2 separate regions of the Mus musculus genome follow, and region 2 is linked to region 1. Evidence: chromatin contacts called from public promoter capture Hi-C data. All regions are on one chromosome and are shown on one strand. Each heading gives the region's core, a stretch centred on a gene start, on an enhancer-like site or on the middle of the called end of the contact. The rest is flanking DNA. Distances are from core to core; before and after follow the strand shown.

Region 1 (7,878 bases), core at 2,573-5,072:
TGGAGCTGACCAGCAGCCGCTGTGGCTCCCCGAGTCTAGCATGACAGGTAAGGGGTTCCAGTTCAAATGCTACTGACTCTGCTGCTCGTGAGGCCACTGACCTTTCATTTCCTCATGTGTAAGATGGGAACAATCACCCTTATCTCACCAGATTGTTAAGAGAATAAAAGAGAGTTATTTTGTGCAAAAAAAACCCAGAACAATCCCTGACACCTAGGAAGTACAAGGCAAGGGTGCCTTCTTTACTTTGTTATCTTAGGACATATGGTAGGATGTGGACACATACACCACACTTATTCTAAGTGCTCCTGTGGAGGCCAATGAGAACCTAACACACCAGGCATTCCACAGCTCACCCCATCCCCCACCTCCCTCTCACAGCGCCTGGTACTGTGCCAGGCAGAGTCAGAGGCCTGTCAATGCTCGTGAACAGGTTGGCCTCTTCTTAGAGGCTCCACCTTTTCTCATGTAAAGAATACTAAGTTTTTCTTAATACTCATAATTCCTGTGCCCATTTTTTTTAACAGGTGGAATCACTGAGGCCCAGGGGAGTAGTTAGTTAATGGACTAGGCTACTGAGCTAAGCATAGGTCAGACAGAAGGTACCACTGATAACCAACACTTTAAAACCTGGACTGTCAGTCACCCTGCAACCCAGCCAGTCTCCTGCCCCAAAATCCCCCAAATAAAAGAGAGGCAACGGCTCCATGGAGTTCATCATTTCCTGAGTGTCTTGTAATGATAAACATTACGTTTGGGAGCAGGAAATTACCAGGTGCTAAGTCAGCCCCAGTCCTCAAGCCATAATCGAGGGTGGATGTGCGCTGTCTGTCACCATGGGGATACCCTGTTCAAAGAAGGCAAAATCCTTTTGCCAAAGCCCCTTTGATGTCAGGGTGGGGCTATGAGTGCACGCTACATGGAAGAGCTCCTAGGAGACTCAGGGGCTGGCAAGGAGGGGCCCGCTGGGAAGCCAGGGCTGTCCACTGGAAGGTGGCCAGTTTCCTGAGCCATCCATCCAAACCACCCTCGTGATGCCCATGGAGAGTAAGAGAGGTGGAATGTGGGGTGATGGGGACAGAGGGAAACAGCGCCTCCAGGGAGTAGGGCCAAGTTAGCCACTCATGGAGATGTCTAAGAGTGAAAAAAAATTTTTTTTTTCTTAATGGAGAGAGTGGTGAATCACCTTCTCAGAGCCTGCTCATGGCAATCCTCTGCCACTGTTCCTCAGCTGAAGGGTCAACTGGGCACTAGCAGGCAGGAGTCTGGCTATGAATGAGCCCAGCGTCTGCCTTCCCTTCATTCCTACGGTCCTCCTCATCGGGCCCGAGGGCATGTGTCACATTCCCAGTCGCTGTTCCAAAACACCACCCACTTCACCCCCCACAGAGGAAGGAGGCACCCTGGTGCTCACCCTCATTTCAGAGCCCTCTGGACAAGGCCTGTAGCTCTAAGAAAAAGAGCAGAGCACACGGCCTAGCAGAGCCAGGACCCAGGAGCACTGGAGGAGATCTTGCCTTCCTCCCACACACCATCCGTCAGGGCTGTCAGCTTCCAAAAATGTTTAGCAAGTGCAGCATCAAGAGAGACACCCGCTGATGGGCGGGTGCGGGAGCTTGTGTGGGGAGGGGGCCTTCTCCGGCTCTGAGTTCCAACAGTCTGCCTCTGAGCAGCTTCTAGACCCAGCTCCTCCCTCAGAAAGGTTAGGAATGTGTTGAGCGTTAACCTCTGATCAGGGAAAGTAGGTGCCCAAAAGGTCGTCTGGTCTGTTGCTGCTTGGCCCTATACCAACTCAAGACTGCCTCCCCTTCTGGCTTCCCGGCTTCTCCTCTCCGGACTGGGACAGCCACAACAGTCAGGTCAGCCTGTCCCTAAAAGTCCCTGCTGACTGGCAGCCAAGAAAATACAGCATGGCCCTGCTCCCTCCTGCCAGAAGAGGGGGAAGGCGGCAGGGAAGGCAGGAGTCCAAGAGAAACTGATTGGCCCTTAAGGATTTCCTTAAAAGAGATTGCATGGCCAGGGCCTGTCACCCAGCCCAGTAGGGGGATTGCTTGCTCTGCCAGGAAAGGTAGAAGTCACCGTTTCTCGTTCAGCCATGCTCTTACCCACACCATCACCTCCCTAATCACCAGAGATACCAACGCTGGCAGCATAGACTACCCAAGAAGGAGGGGCTTAGCTACAGCAGCCATTCTGAGACAGCCAAGCCACCCCAGTTACTAGGAGTCTGTAGCAGCTAGCAGTTGGCAGCACCTGGCCAGAATCCCTTCTCCCTAATGATGGGGCAGAGACCAGCCATCTTCAAGCTAGGAGGAGGGTTAAGTTCAGGGCAACCACTCAGTATCCCTTGTCCTAGATCTCACAGCTGAGCCAGGTAGTACCCAACCCATCAAGGCACCAGGCCACTCCTTGGGGTTACAACCTGAGTATAGACACACATCACAACAGCAGATACCCATCCTCTTGGGGCCAAGCGCTCGGCACTGATGGCCCTTAACATTTCCAATGTCAGCATGCATTTTTTTGAAAGCACCCCTACACCTGCTCCAGCCCCATAGAAGCAGCTGGCTGCCAGCACGCCTTAGCTTTGCAGAGCTCCCCGGGAGAGCCTCTGGCACCCTGGCCAGCTAAACCCCTCCTGGCCACACCCACTGACCAATGTATCCTTCCAATCTGGCAGCATAAGGGGTATGCTTCCTCTCTCCAATCACATTATGGTAGCCTCTCCTCAAGGCAACCGTCCTCCTCCCTCATGAAGGATCATCCATCACTCCCACCCTGTAATAGTGCCCCAGCACATAGCACTGCTCACCTGGGTATCGAACCCGTTCTCCAGAGAGCTGCTCTTCAGCAACGGGAGCCCCTCCCCCGTCGGCTCCTGCAGCCCCTGCGATTTCAGGGGGATTTGGCTAGTGTAGGCCGTCTTGCTCACCTCCACCTTGCTTCCCAACTTAAGATAGCAGGGCTGAGGACCAGTCCGGGCCGGGGGCACGTGCAGGATGGGCGCGGCGCTGTGCACGGGTTTGGGCAGTCCCGATTTCATTTTGGAGGCTACCAGGATGGCCGGCATCTTCTCCCGGGGCTTTGGCTTTCCCAGCACGTCCCTGGCAGCGGCGGCGGAGGCGACCGCTAAAGGCAGCGCGGGCAGCCGAGTAGGCGCCGGGCCTCGGCCCGCGAGGCGCCCACCAACAGTGGAAGAAAAAAAAAAAAAAACCCAAAAAACAGAATCCCCGGGTCGGGGAACTGGGGAAATCCTGCGAGTGCGCCTGCCGGGTGGCGGGCTAGTCACTGCCCTCAGCAGGTCCCACCTGCGCGGATGTCGCAGCGGGAGGCCTGTTCAGAAGCTCTGGGTTCTCGGGGACCGCTGCCTCTGGCAATTCTTCTCCTGGGAAACCGAGGCGTGGACGCCCATATTAACTTGTCATTGCGTCTCCGAAGTGAGAAGGCTCCTTAGGAAGAGACACCGGCTACGGGGACGCACACGTCGCGCTCTGGAGCCTGCGGGTGTGAACCTTGGAGCAAAAGAGCAGAGGATGGGGAGACGGAGGACGCACGGAGCCCAAGACGTATCAACCGCGAAGCGGCTGTCACCCAGCAAACGCGCCACAGGGTCACCCGCGCCTAGGCAGACTCTGGGCGATCTCCGCAGACAGGTCTGTCTGGGCGTGACAGCCGATCACCGATGCTCACAAGCCCCTCGAACACCAAGCACCTGAGCTTCTGCGGCTCTGGCCATGCTCCGTGCGCTCCAGCGCAGCACGGCGGTGGTGACAGAGCGCGGGCACCAGGACGCGCAGCTGGCCAGGCTGGCAGCGCTGCGCTAAGCTGAGCTCGGGGGAAGGCAGCGCGGGCTGCAGGGCTGGACGCAGGGGAGGACCGGCTGCGGCGCGCGCTGACAGCCCGGGCCGTTCCCGCGCGCCTATTGGTTAGCCGCGGACCAATCCGCGGTCGCGACTCGCACTGCAAGGGGGCGTGGCCTCAACTCCGCGGGGCCGCCGCCGAAACTCTGGGGCCGCGCTTGGCCGCAAGTACAAAGCGAGCTGGTGGCCGCTCTGCGGCACGGCCCCGGCGCGCGCCTCCCCGCGGGCCGCCACCCCTGCGTCCCCGGAGCCGCCTTTGAAAACGCCGTTGGGTTGTAGATTCCCGCCTCCTTCCACCCCCAGGCATGTGTTGGGGAAATCAGTTTCTCTTTTTCAAATCGCTCGGGTCATCTCAACGGTTTGCGGGTTCCGGAGGCACGCCCCAACCTCTCTGCACCTCCATTGGGAATGACTGGGCGGGTCTCCTTGTCCCCCGCCTGAAGGACACTCCAGCCATTTCTTCTTTCCGGGTGGGCTCAGGGGCGTCCCAACAGCTTCCTCTGCGACATTCAAAGGTTGCACGTTGCACTTAAGTATTTGAAATATTTATAGGCTGATACAATGGCCGGGGAAGCTTCGCGCCCCAAGACAGCTCCTCCTTGCCACCTACCACAGACTGTAATTAGAGTGGCTTGGTGACCCGGGCAGGCTGAGGCTAAACCTGCCCTGGTTTCATGGTTTCATGAAGGCCTTCCTTTCTCTCTCTGACTCAGGGTCTGAGGACTGAAGGGAAAATAGAAAGTGCAGACAGGGTGCATGGGGCTGATCTTCAAGGACACCCACCTTAGAGATCAGTTTGGATTTGAATTGGGAAGTTCCTCCATCTTTATAGACCTAACACTGTGTCTCATGCAAGTCAAGTGGAGGTTTGAGTACTTTTCCCTAAAAGCACTGCCCAGCTAAATGAGATAGTGTCTGGCAGTGTAGGGGACCAGAAAAAAAAAATCTGTCTTTATTATTAATGAACCCACCGGAGTATGTCCCACTGTCATCTCTTTAAGCCACTTTTCTGTGTCTAGGACAGATGTTGTCACTTTCTTCCTATCCTATAGCCTGAAGTTGTAACATCCATAGGGTTGAATTTCACTCATCCTAATGATATGGGCTATATCATTCTCAAACTTACCTGGCAAAACTCTAATGTGGCCAGGAATGGGGGTGTAAGCTTGTAATTTCTGCTACTTTAGAGGCTGAGGCAGGAGGATCCCAGGTTGAGGTCAATTTAATGATCCTCTTTGTTCAAATAAAATGTAAAAAGGAGCTGGAGATGTAGCTCAGTGGTGGGCAGTTTGCTCGCTCCGCATCTGCCAGAATCTGTCTGATTCCAGTGTAAATAAATACTGTAAATAAATACCCAATCCTCGACTGGTTTTAGGCAGTGGAACCTCTGGGAGGTTGTAAGTACGTGACCGAGAGGTCCTCATGATGGGCCCAGTGCCATGTTAGAGGAGACACGATGAAGATGGATAACTTCTGATAGTGCAATGGCAGCCTTTCTGAATCCACAGAAACCACAGCCCTTGACAAGAATCTGACCATGGCTGCAGCCTGATCTCAGATCTCCAGCCTCTAGGCCTAGGAGAAAGAGGCATTTGTTGTTAAAGCGGCCCTGTCAACAGCATTTTGTGTTAGTAGCTTAAACTAAGAGCCCAGACTGAAGTAAAAGTTCAGTTTTCAAACAGCCCCTGGAGTGTTGAGATGTGACATGATACTCCCTGCTCCCATATTTCCCAGCCTGTTTGCAGGCCCTTTCTACCCTAGCTCGGGGGGGGGGGGGATGCACATAGCCTGGTTTAGCTCTTTAAATCACAAGTTTGTCCCTGACATGGTATACTCTGCCCTCGTCCATCTGGACAATCTCCTATGCTAGTATCTTGTTTTATTTAACATATTTATTGTTCCGAGCAGTCTCTTCTAAAGGAATAAATGTTTGGAAGAGCCGTCTTTTGACTTTCATGAGATTCTGTCAGAAGCAAGCAGAACGCTATGGACTGAAAAGCTACCCAGATTGTCACTGAATGGATGAGTGGTGCAGTTGCCTTTGAGTAAGAACGCCATGAGAAAGGGTTGTGGGACTTTCCTCCTTGAACTCTGATTCTTCACAGCTGCCTGAAGAGTTGTAGAAGGGCAGTCATGATCCCTATTAGGGATTGTGGAGCTATTCCCAAATATCCTCAGAGCTTAGGCACAGAGGGTGTCCAAGGTCTAGTCCCCAGAGCAGCACAGAGAACTTGTAACACTTTTTGATACACTCCACCCAATCCCAACCTACTGAATGAAAATTCCCAGAGGGTAAGGGGGGAGTGAAGGCAATCTGTGTCTTAAATAATGCTTAACAGGGGGTTTTGATGTGTACTAAGGCTGAGAATTCTAGCCAAATAAAGTGTTCATTCAGTGTACCTCCAGGGCCTCCTAAGCCTTCATATGCATAAGAACTGCAAAATCCAATTCAATAGGTCTTCAAGGTCTCCAAAAGGCTGAGATGCTGTCTTCCAAATAAACTCCCAGGTGATGGGTGCCTAGCCTGGGACTCTGGAGATTCCTACTGTAAACTGTAAGGTTAGGCCACCGTCAACAGAGGTGTAACAGCTCAAGGCCTAGCTGAAGTGAAGTGGCTTTCACAGCACTTCTGCAAAGATTCTCTGGGTGCATCCAACTAGCAGCCCAGTCCATTGGTAAAGTATGACACAGACACAGACACGGAACTGGTGATGGCCACAATGTGTGTTTGCCATTAAGAAAAAAAAAAGTTCCCAGTTAAAATAGGCACCAAAGCCATTGTGGCAGGGGTTGGGGGAGGTTCTGAGAGGGTCAAATATGTGCAAATATAATAAACAGTACATTCTTTGCTTTGAATTAAAAGCACTTGCAGGCTAAGGGGACCACTCAATAGGTAAAGTGTCCTGCAGGCACGAGGACCTAAGTTCCCTCTCATGTTAAAACAGAAATGTGGGTGTTTCACACCCATCTGCACACTTGTGTACTTGCACACTCCAAACCACACATAATATAATTCTAAGGTCTTCGGTTTCTAAACTGAAGTCGCACACCTTCTCCTTCAGCTTCCAAGTGCCTTTCTCCTCCTTGTCACTTTAATAATTTTAGCTGTTCTTCCCGGAACAGTTTCATCTCCCTTCCCACCCCACCCCCCTTTTCACTTTTCCTACTTAAACTAAAAATCTGTATCCTCCAAACTAGACAAGAGAGAAAAATAGCAAGTGGGAAGCAAAATGAGATAATTACAACATTTCCTATTTAAATCAGACTGTGGTCCGTTACAAAAATATTCTGCAAGTATACTGCTTCCATGTGGATACTATGTTAACATGAAAAAAAAAGTAACTTTAAATCAATGTCATTAGCAAGCACTGGTAGCTAAAAGAGTCAGTAGTTCAGAGAACAGCAAGCTGTTCTGAAAAGAATATTTCATGATTTTAGAGCACATTTGTCCATTTTTATTACATGCGGTATAGACGAAGATGCAAACCCCAAACAGGCCGAGTTGTAAACCCAGCATTGACAATGCTTCTTTCTTTGTTCTCCGACTCTAAACTTTCAAACTCATCCAACTGTCAGCAATAGGCCTGTTTGAAACTTACCACCAAAGCTCTCCGGACCACTGGCGTTTGGATGTCCCCTGGGGGCAGGAGCCATTCTCCAATCAGGAAGCAGCAACTGCCCCCACCCCCACCCCCATGATCTTCAACATCAGCCACTATTCTAAGTGGGGATGGGGCTTCAGCGATGACCTGTACATGACCAGCCCCATCAACCCATCCTTCATGCATTACAGACTCCATCTGCCTGACCTCCCAAGAAGACAGTCCTGTAAAGAGCCAAAAACATCTTAAACTCCAGCCTGTCATGGGGAAAATGCAAGAGTCAGCTGCCCCTGCAGACCCTCAGTTAGAGAGGAGAAGGAAAATGGTGCGCTGCCCTAAAAGGTTGTACAAAGTAAAATATTTCATGAGCCTATTTGGGAGTAAAAGAAAAAAAACACCCCAAAAGCATTAGTTTA
Region 2 (7,878 bases), core at 2,520-5,019, 530 kb before region 1:
ACGAAGGTCCATTTTCTTTGCTTCATTTGGTGTAACAAATGGCCTGAGGCTAGCTAAAGCAGATAGAGAAGGTTCGTCTCACCAAACTGAAGCAAAAGGTCATCTTCCAACACTGGCTTCAGGTACTCATCTTTTTCCCAAGGCACAGGGTTATATATGGAATTCATATATTCAACCGTAGGATTCTGGGCATGAAGATAAAGCACACTGTATTCATTGTTTGCAATGACAAAGCTCCCAAAAAAGGAGTGAGGAACTTAAGCAAAACAGAACTCAAATCTGCACAAAATGGTTGCACCTGTGTTTACCCGGCATTCTAAATGGCTACAGGGCATTCTTATACTCTCTGATGCCAGGAGAGTGACACCAGCTCAAACATTCATTTCAAAAGGACAAAGAACAAAACATTTGAAAAAAATAAACAATGTAGGATGGAGAAATGGCTGAGGGCCTAAGAGCATTGGCTATCCTTACAGAACAGCTGGGTTCAATTCCTAGCACCCACATGGGGGCTCACAACCAACCATCTTTAACCCAAGGTCCAGAGGATCCTGACGGCCTCTTTTGGCTTCTGCAGGCACCAGGCATTCAGGCAAAACATTCATATACATAAAATAAGATAGAGATTTAAAAGAGAATAAACTGTGGACATTTTTAAAAGCTCAAAGTTCCTGAATCAGACTAGAAATGATTTGATTTTACTGATAGTTTTCCTTTTATCTAATATTGCTTTCTGCATAGTACTGATCAGTTTAGTTAAACATGACAGGACTAAGCAGAGGGGACATGTCCACCTGGAGCGTCACACAGCACTCTTTTCTCAGGCCCACAATTCCCACAAGATGAAAAATGCCAAATTTGAAACAACAGCTCAAAATTTACTAAATAATCAGGACAGCGACAGTCTCTATGAACTCCAAAAATTTCTAAATAAAATTATTAGGTTTCCAACTTACCTTAAGTCTAATAAAATTTATTAGTTTAATGTATCCATAAAATTCAAGTCCTAAATAGGAGAAAAGACAATTCATTGATTTTAATACAATGTATTTGTTTTAACTCATCTGTAAATTTTCCTCCAATGATATATTTCCGACCTCTAAAGTATCACTTATTATTTGGAATTTTGCATTAAGAATTAGGAGCTGCAATTTTGTTACTTTTAAATATTTAAGCTGAGAATTAGCCACAGGTAACAGGTTTTGAAGTGTTTTGCATTTCATTAAAGAATTTATTTATTATCATGCATGTGGGGGGTACGCTATATGGGGGAGGGAGAGTGTGATGTGTATATGTAAGTGTGCTACCCTGCACAAGTGGAGGTCAAAGAATACTGGCTGTCTTCTTCCACCTCTGTGTGAGTTCTGGGATACAAACTCAGATTGTCAGAACTGTGGCAAAATGGGTGAGAGCACTTACACAGAAGGCATAAGGCCATGATTGCGATTCTCAGCACCACATAAAACACCAGGCAGAGGTGGCAGCCTTTTGTACTGTTAATGCTTGAGAGGCAGAAGCCAGGGATCATTCAAGAAAGCTGCTAGCTAGAGCAGCTGGGTCAGCGAGCTCCAGGTTCAAGTGAGAGGTCCTGCCTCAATGCACACAGTAGAGCACAACTGAGGAAGACAGCTAACATCAGCTGGGGGGAACTACACACAAAGGAAAGAAAGGGTCTGGAAAAAGGGTCAATCTAAACTTCACAAGCAAACCTGCCTTTATGCTAAGAGATACTCACCATGTTTATGGACCATACTATCAATATTAAATTGATGCTCCAACTTACAGTGTGAAAACGTTTCCTCAGCAGAGGCGAACAACCTGAAGAGACAAGCATAGAGTCTCCTGGAACAGTCTCAGAGGAGGTCAAAATACTGAATGTTAGCACTTCCTCCAGGCTCCACCCAACAGTTACCTAGCAACAGCCTACCCCCTCCCTTCCCCTCCATTCCTCTCCTCACCTTCCCTCTCTCTTTCTCCATTTACTCTCTCCCTCTCTCTCTTCCCTTGTGACCCTGGCTGGCCTTTCCTCCTCTTCCTCTCTCTTTCTGTCCTTCTCTGTCCCCCTCCCTCTGCCTCTACCCCCTTCCCCAGGGTCCCTAAACCTGTCCTTTGGCAGATTCCTCAGGGGGACTCCTCAGCAAGTCCCAAGAGGAGCTCCCTCCCTCTGGCGTTACACCACAACCGTTTTAGACAACACTGAATACCCCAAATTTACCCAGAGGCTTCTGGGTAATAAAGCTCTCTCTGATATATTTGGTTTCTCTCAAGTCACAAAAGTTCCCTAGTTGAGCCTCTTTCCCCTCCCTCTGAACCCAGCATAGTGTTTTTAGACACAAAGCACACAATTATACAGCTGGCACATTCCCAAAGTGCCAGATTTCAAGTGACCTTGGTAGTCCTACAGCACCTGCACTACAGCGTGAAGAATAACACTTCTTTTGTATGTAACCTCCAACACTGAAGGACACGAACGAATATACAGCAGAGACTCCGCACTTCACTTCTGTATGCCTAGCACACAGGCAACTCTCAATGTCTGCCAAGACAGGTCATCTGGATCATCCTCGCAGCCTATCACAGGGCACTGCACCACAGATGCTCAATAAATACAATAAATACGAGTGTGCAGTCATTCTCCTCTCCAATGAGGCGCCACCTAGGACCACTAATATGCCACCAGTCAGCACCAGGAACCGACACAGGGGGCGGGACCCAGCAGCGCTAGTCAACATCAATCACCCCTTTTTCAGCCAAGTCACTTCCATCTAAGATGCAGGATTTTAAGTGAAAAGAAGGTGTGTCCTAGGAATATAAACAGCAGCTTCGTGACCTTGAACAAGTTGGTGGCTCTGCAGCCTCATTTTCCCCTAAGTACAAAGAGCATCAGTTCCTCCCTCAATCATGGAAGTGAGCTAGTTCTGTCTAAATGGCTCAGTTGAATGTTACATGAGAAGAGAACGTCCTATTATAGGATGGTAGAAATGGAAGCGCGCTTCCAGTCTATGCGCTTTCAAAGTCTGGTATCCAAGGAACAGAATGAAAAACACCCAGCCTTCATGGAATCCCTAATTTAGGACTAAGGTGTGAAGTTCAGATTTTTTCTGGGTGTGTTTTCGAGAGGGTCTAGCTTGGTGACTCAAGGCTGGCCTGGGATTCCTGACCATTCTCCTGCCTCAGCCTCCAGAGTGATGGTATGCCAGGCCTGACTTAGTATGGGGGGTGGGGGGGGGGAATTAGAGTGAGGGGTGGGGTTGACTGGGCTGCAGAGGCAAACCCAGAGCGCGGTCCCCGGCTCCGCCCCCCCCGGACCACGTGAGCAGCCCCTTGTCAATCAACCGTCCCGCGCGGGCCGGAGCCTCGGGCCCGCCACGTGCTCGCTGGCGCTGCGGCGCGCCTTCCACACCGGCACGAACCTGTCACAGAACAGGCAGGGTGTGTGCTGCCGGCCGTGCGCGGGCTCAGTGTCCGCGTCCTCGTCCTCCCAGCCCGCGTCGTCTCCGCTGTCCGACAGTTCCAGGGGCTCCGGCCCCAGCTCGGCGCCACGGCCTGCAGAGCACACACGGTCAGCACCGAGACCCGCGCCCGCCCACCCGCGCCCCGCCGCCCTACGCGAGGGGGCACCCACCGTTCCCCGCCGCTAGCGAACACATGGCCGCCGACCAAGCGCGCGGCCGCACAGCGCGGCACCGGAGCCGGGAACGAGCGGCGCGGGTGCGCGGGAGCCCCCAAAGCGATCCACACGCGGAGCGTGAACCGTCCGGAGAGCGCTTCCGGGTCACGTGGGCGTAGGGGGCGGGGCACCGCTCTCCGGCTTGGACGCTTGCGCAACCGAGGCGCCGGCGCTTACAAGGTTGAGCACCGACTTATCGCAGCGCCCTCTGGCGGCAGAGATGGCCAATGCAGGCCAGGCTCGGAGGCTCTGGGGAAGACAAGAAAGCCCCTTAAATTAACCTGTATGCTGATGTATGTGGGTGTGCACTCAAGCCCCACACCCCTACTAGGGGTTAAAGTGATAAAGTGAGAACCATGGGCTTTACAAACACCCTAAGTTTGAACTCTATTTCTGAATGCTTGAATTCTAAGCATGAGCAGGTAACCTGCCTTCTCTTGGCCTCAGTTTCCTGACTGGTAAAGCACTCTCATGACTGCAGTAACCTGATGGTTATGGTAAGACTTACACGTGTGTGAAAAGTTTAGGCATTAACTTGAGCCTATACAATGGAAACAGGTGGACTGTGTGATATGTGCCAACAAATGCTCTCTGCCCTGCCTGTGGGGTTAGGGAGGATACCAGGGTTCCCGAGTCTCAGGCTGCCTCCTTTCTAATATTCCTAGTATCTAACAGTGGAGTTCCCTTAGGCAGGTGGGAAGCAGTAATTCTGGGTAGGTAAAGCCTCCAGGCTGCAGATGAGGCTGGACTCTGCATGGGGCATGTTTGAGGACATGGCCAGCTAGGCCTGCATAGTATAGTGTCAGACAGCTCAGTTCAACTTCCCACCATGCACACCCTCGAGCCAGTGTACTGCTGATCACTGAAGCTCTTTGGTGGGCAGTTCCTCTTCCCCTCTGTTGTGTTTTATAAAAAGATAAAGGGAGAAGGGATATGTTTTGGTGGAGGTGTAGTCAGGTGGGGGGGGGGGGGGAGTGGTGCCTCTGCGGGCCCATGCTGAGGCACCTCTTCCCCCTGAGGGCATGGTATAGTAATAGTATAGAATAGAGTTTATTCAGGGCATGGGGAGGGGAGTTAAGAAGGTAATAGAGACAGAAAAAGGCAGAGAGAGAGAGAGAGAGAGAGAGTAGCGGATTAGAGGAGTAGAGGCCAGCCATGAGCACGTGGAGAGAGAGGGGGGAGGGAATGGGGAGAGAGGGGGGCAGGAGCCAGAAGGCAAGAGGACTCAGAGGGGACAAGCAGCCCCTTTTGTAGTGACTCAGGCATACCTAGCCAGGTAACAGGGGGGGGGGTGCTAACACCCTCCCCCAACAGGATTTTGCTCACATCATAATTTTTTAAAATATTTTTGAGAATATCACACAGTGTCTCTTGATCATATGCCTCCCACTCCTCCTCTTAATTCCTCTCAGATCCATCCACTCCCATGGCCCTACCCCTCACCTTTATATCCTTTTAAAAAACAATAACATGGATTCCAGTTTCTGGGGTCCATATACTCTGGGTTGGGGGACAACCACAGGAGTGTGGTCAACCTACCAGAGGTCACAGCCTTAAAGAAAACTCCCTCTCTGAGAAACATCCACTGTCATAGCTCCTCAGGAGTGGGTACTCAAGAATCCCCAGCCACGCCATGTTAGAATGCTGACTGGCTTCTCTCGTGCAGGCAACCCCAGCTGCTAGCTTTACGAGTGGTCCTGGTATGTGCAGAAGACGGTTTCCCTCCAGTCCTCCCAACCTCTTACAGCCTGCCTACCCCTTGTGAAGGTTTGAATAAGTATGGTCCTCCCCACAGAATCATATGTTTGAACGCTTGGCCCATGGAGAGTGGCACTATTAGGAGGTACGGCCTTGTTGGAGTATGTGTGGCCTTGTTAGAGGAAGTGTGTCATTGTGGAAGCAGGCTTTGAGGTCTCCTATGCTCAAACTCCACACAATGTGGAACTCAGTCCCCTTCTACTGCCTTTGGATCAAAATGTAGAACTCTCAGCTCCTCCAGGACCATGTCTGCCTGCACAATGCCATGTTTCCCACCATGATCATAGACTAAACCTCTGAAACTATAAGCCAGCCCCAATTACATGTTTTCCATTATAAAAGTTGTCTTGGTCATAGTGGTCTCTTCACAACAATAAAACCCTAACTAAGATGCCCCCCTTCCCAGTCACATCAACCATTTCTAAAAACAGGTTGTGTTACTCTGGGAACAGCCCAGGTCTTCCTTATTGTCTATTACTGTCTATTATCTTCTCCACCTCCTCTCCCTCCTCTTCCTCTCTTTTTCTCTTTCCCAAATACCCCATTCCATGGTCTGGCTCACAGAAGAGGACAGGGTCCATCACATCACCTTCTGAAGCTCTCTGACATCCTAGGACATTGCCAGATATCTGCTGGCCCTCTTGGCTAGCAGACTGCTCAATGACTTATCACCACCTTGATAGGAGCACCTGCTGAACAAATGAATGAATGTACAGCCTTTCTTTATCTGGGCCCATCCGACTCTCTCTCTGCATAAACTTCTCTCTCCAGCAAGCCACATTTTTCTCTGTTGAAGGAACCTGCTGAACCATAGTGGTGCCCAAATGTTGATGGTGACAGTAATTAATGCCAGTCTAGAGGCCCAGAACCTTCTGTGAGGCTGACATCTCGCTACAGTACAGGGCTTGGGTATGGGCTATTTTCTCTCCTACTCATGAAGATAGATCCTTCCAACATCACTCTACTCTGTTATTGAGATCTGACTGTAGACTTACTCGCTCCTGAATGTTTGATGCGCAGAAACAGTAGAGAGTAACTTAAAACTGGCCACTGAGTCTAGCCGTCTCCAGAGCCCACAAGGCTCAGTGTATTCTTATGGGTATCCCCAAAGGCTGCTTCCCTTCTCTTCTCAAAGCCCAAGACTGTTATGATGGGAACACATCCAGCTCCTCCAAGCCCAGCCATGAGGGAACCCACCAGCAGGAAGAAAACTTCTACTTTTGAGATGGGGTTTTACTATGTAGTCCTGGAAGACCTTGATCCTTGCGCCTCAGCCTCCCTGGTGCTAGGATTACAGGCAGGCATCCAGCTCTGTCTCCTTGAAGCTCACTTGCCAAGATCCCAGACTGCTCTAGAAGAGTTGACATTGACAATGTCTGCTGTCTTCCAGGAATACAAACCCATACTACAGGGAACGGTATTCACTCAGCAGTGTCCACCAAAAGTTGAAATGTAATCAGGACAATAGACAGTCATTGAAGTCAAGTGACTTAGATCCCCCAGCACAGAAGCTGCACCTGTCCCATGATGTAACTGGCACAATGTGCTCCTCTGGGCACTGCCCCTTCCCTCTGTTTTCCTTTCCTGCCTGTTTAATGTGTATCATCGAAAGAAGGCTGGAAACATAGCTCCATTGGTAGACTTCTTACCTAGCATGCATAAAGCCTTGGGTTCAATCCCAGCACTACAGAAACCAGGCATGATGGGGCAAATTTATAATCCCAACACTTGGGAGGTAGAGGAAGAAGAATCGCAAGTTCAAGGTCATCTTGGATTGCTTATTGAATTTGAGGCCAGCCTGGGCTACCTAAGACCCTTTCCCAAAACAAAAGACTAGAAAAGCGCACCACACTGAGTCTTTCACAGTCTAGTGTCCAGGAATTTTAGATTAACCAGCATTTGCAATTGAAAGGAGCCTGGATCAAGAGAGAAACACAAGAATTTAAGTTTTAATTGAATATACTAAGTTAACTGGAAACCTGGAAACAGGGGTACTTTAACAGAGTGGTTAAAGAAACCACCTGCAGGGAGCTGGGTAGATGGCTCAATGGTTAAGAATATTTGCTGCCCTTACAGAAGACCTGAATAACGTGTTCCTAGCACACACATAGGTAGATCTGTAACTCAGGTCCAGGGGATCCAGTGCCCTCTTCTGGTCTCTGAGGGAACACACACACACACACACACACACACACACACACACCCCAAAATACTAACAATGGGATCAGGCTGAGTGGGGTTTATCCTGACCCTGCCACTTCCTAGCGCTAGCTTTTCAGCTCTAGAGCCCTGAGCAAGGCTCAATAGTGTGCCTCAGACTCCCCATCTGCAATATAAGGATAAGAATACAAATTTAACTGGGCAGTGGTGGCACACACCTTTAATCCCAGCACTTGGAAGGCAGAGGCAGGCAGATTTCTGAGTTCTAGGCCAGCCTGGTCTACAAAGTG

Evidence for each region. Promoter capture Hi-C pulls out the DNA fragments that hold promoters and counts their contacts.
Region 2: a promoter capture Hi-C map of pre-B cells shows a contact between it and region 1. The contact joins the promoter of Prmt3 here to the promoter of Nav2 in region 1. A contact is called at or near these places in 1 of 39 promoter capture datasets (pre-B cells), 2 of 484 Hi-C or Micro-C datasets (cerebral cortex and embryonic stem cells) and 1 of 9 other capture datasets (liver).

Annotation. Positions count from the first base shown.
Region 1 is chr7:49,242,133-49,250,010 of GRCm38.p6, reverse strand. It overlaps Nav2 (neuron navigator 2), which reads right to left and starts at 3,822. Exons shown (of 39, transcript NM_175272.3): 1 at 2,813-3,822. The coding sequence starts at 3,070.
Region 2 is chr7:49,774,249-49,782,126 of GRCm38.p6, reverse strand. Prmt3 (protein arginine N-methyltransferase 3) reads right to left here and starts at 3,769. Exons shown (of 16, transcript NM_133740.2): 1 at 3,626-3,769; 2 at 3,414-3,546; 3 at 1,736-1,818; 4 at 957-1,006; 5 at 83-185. The coding sequence starts at 3,650.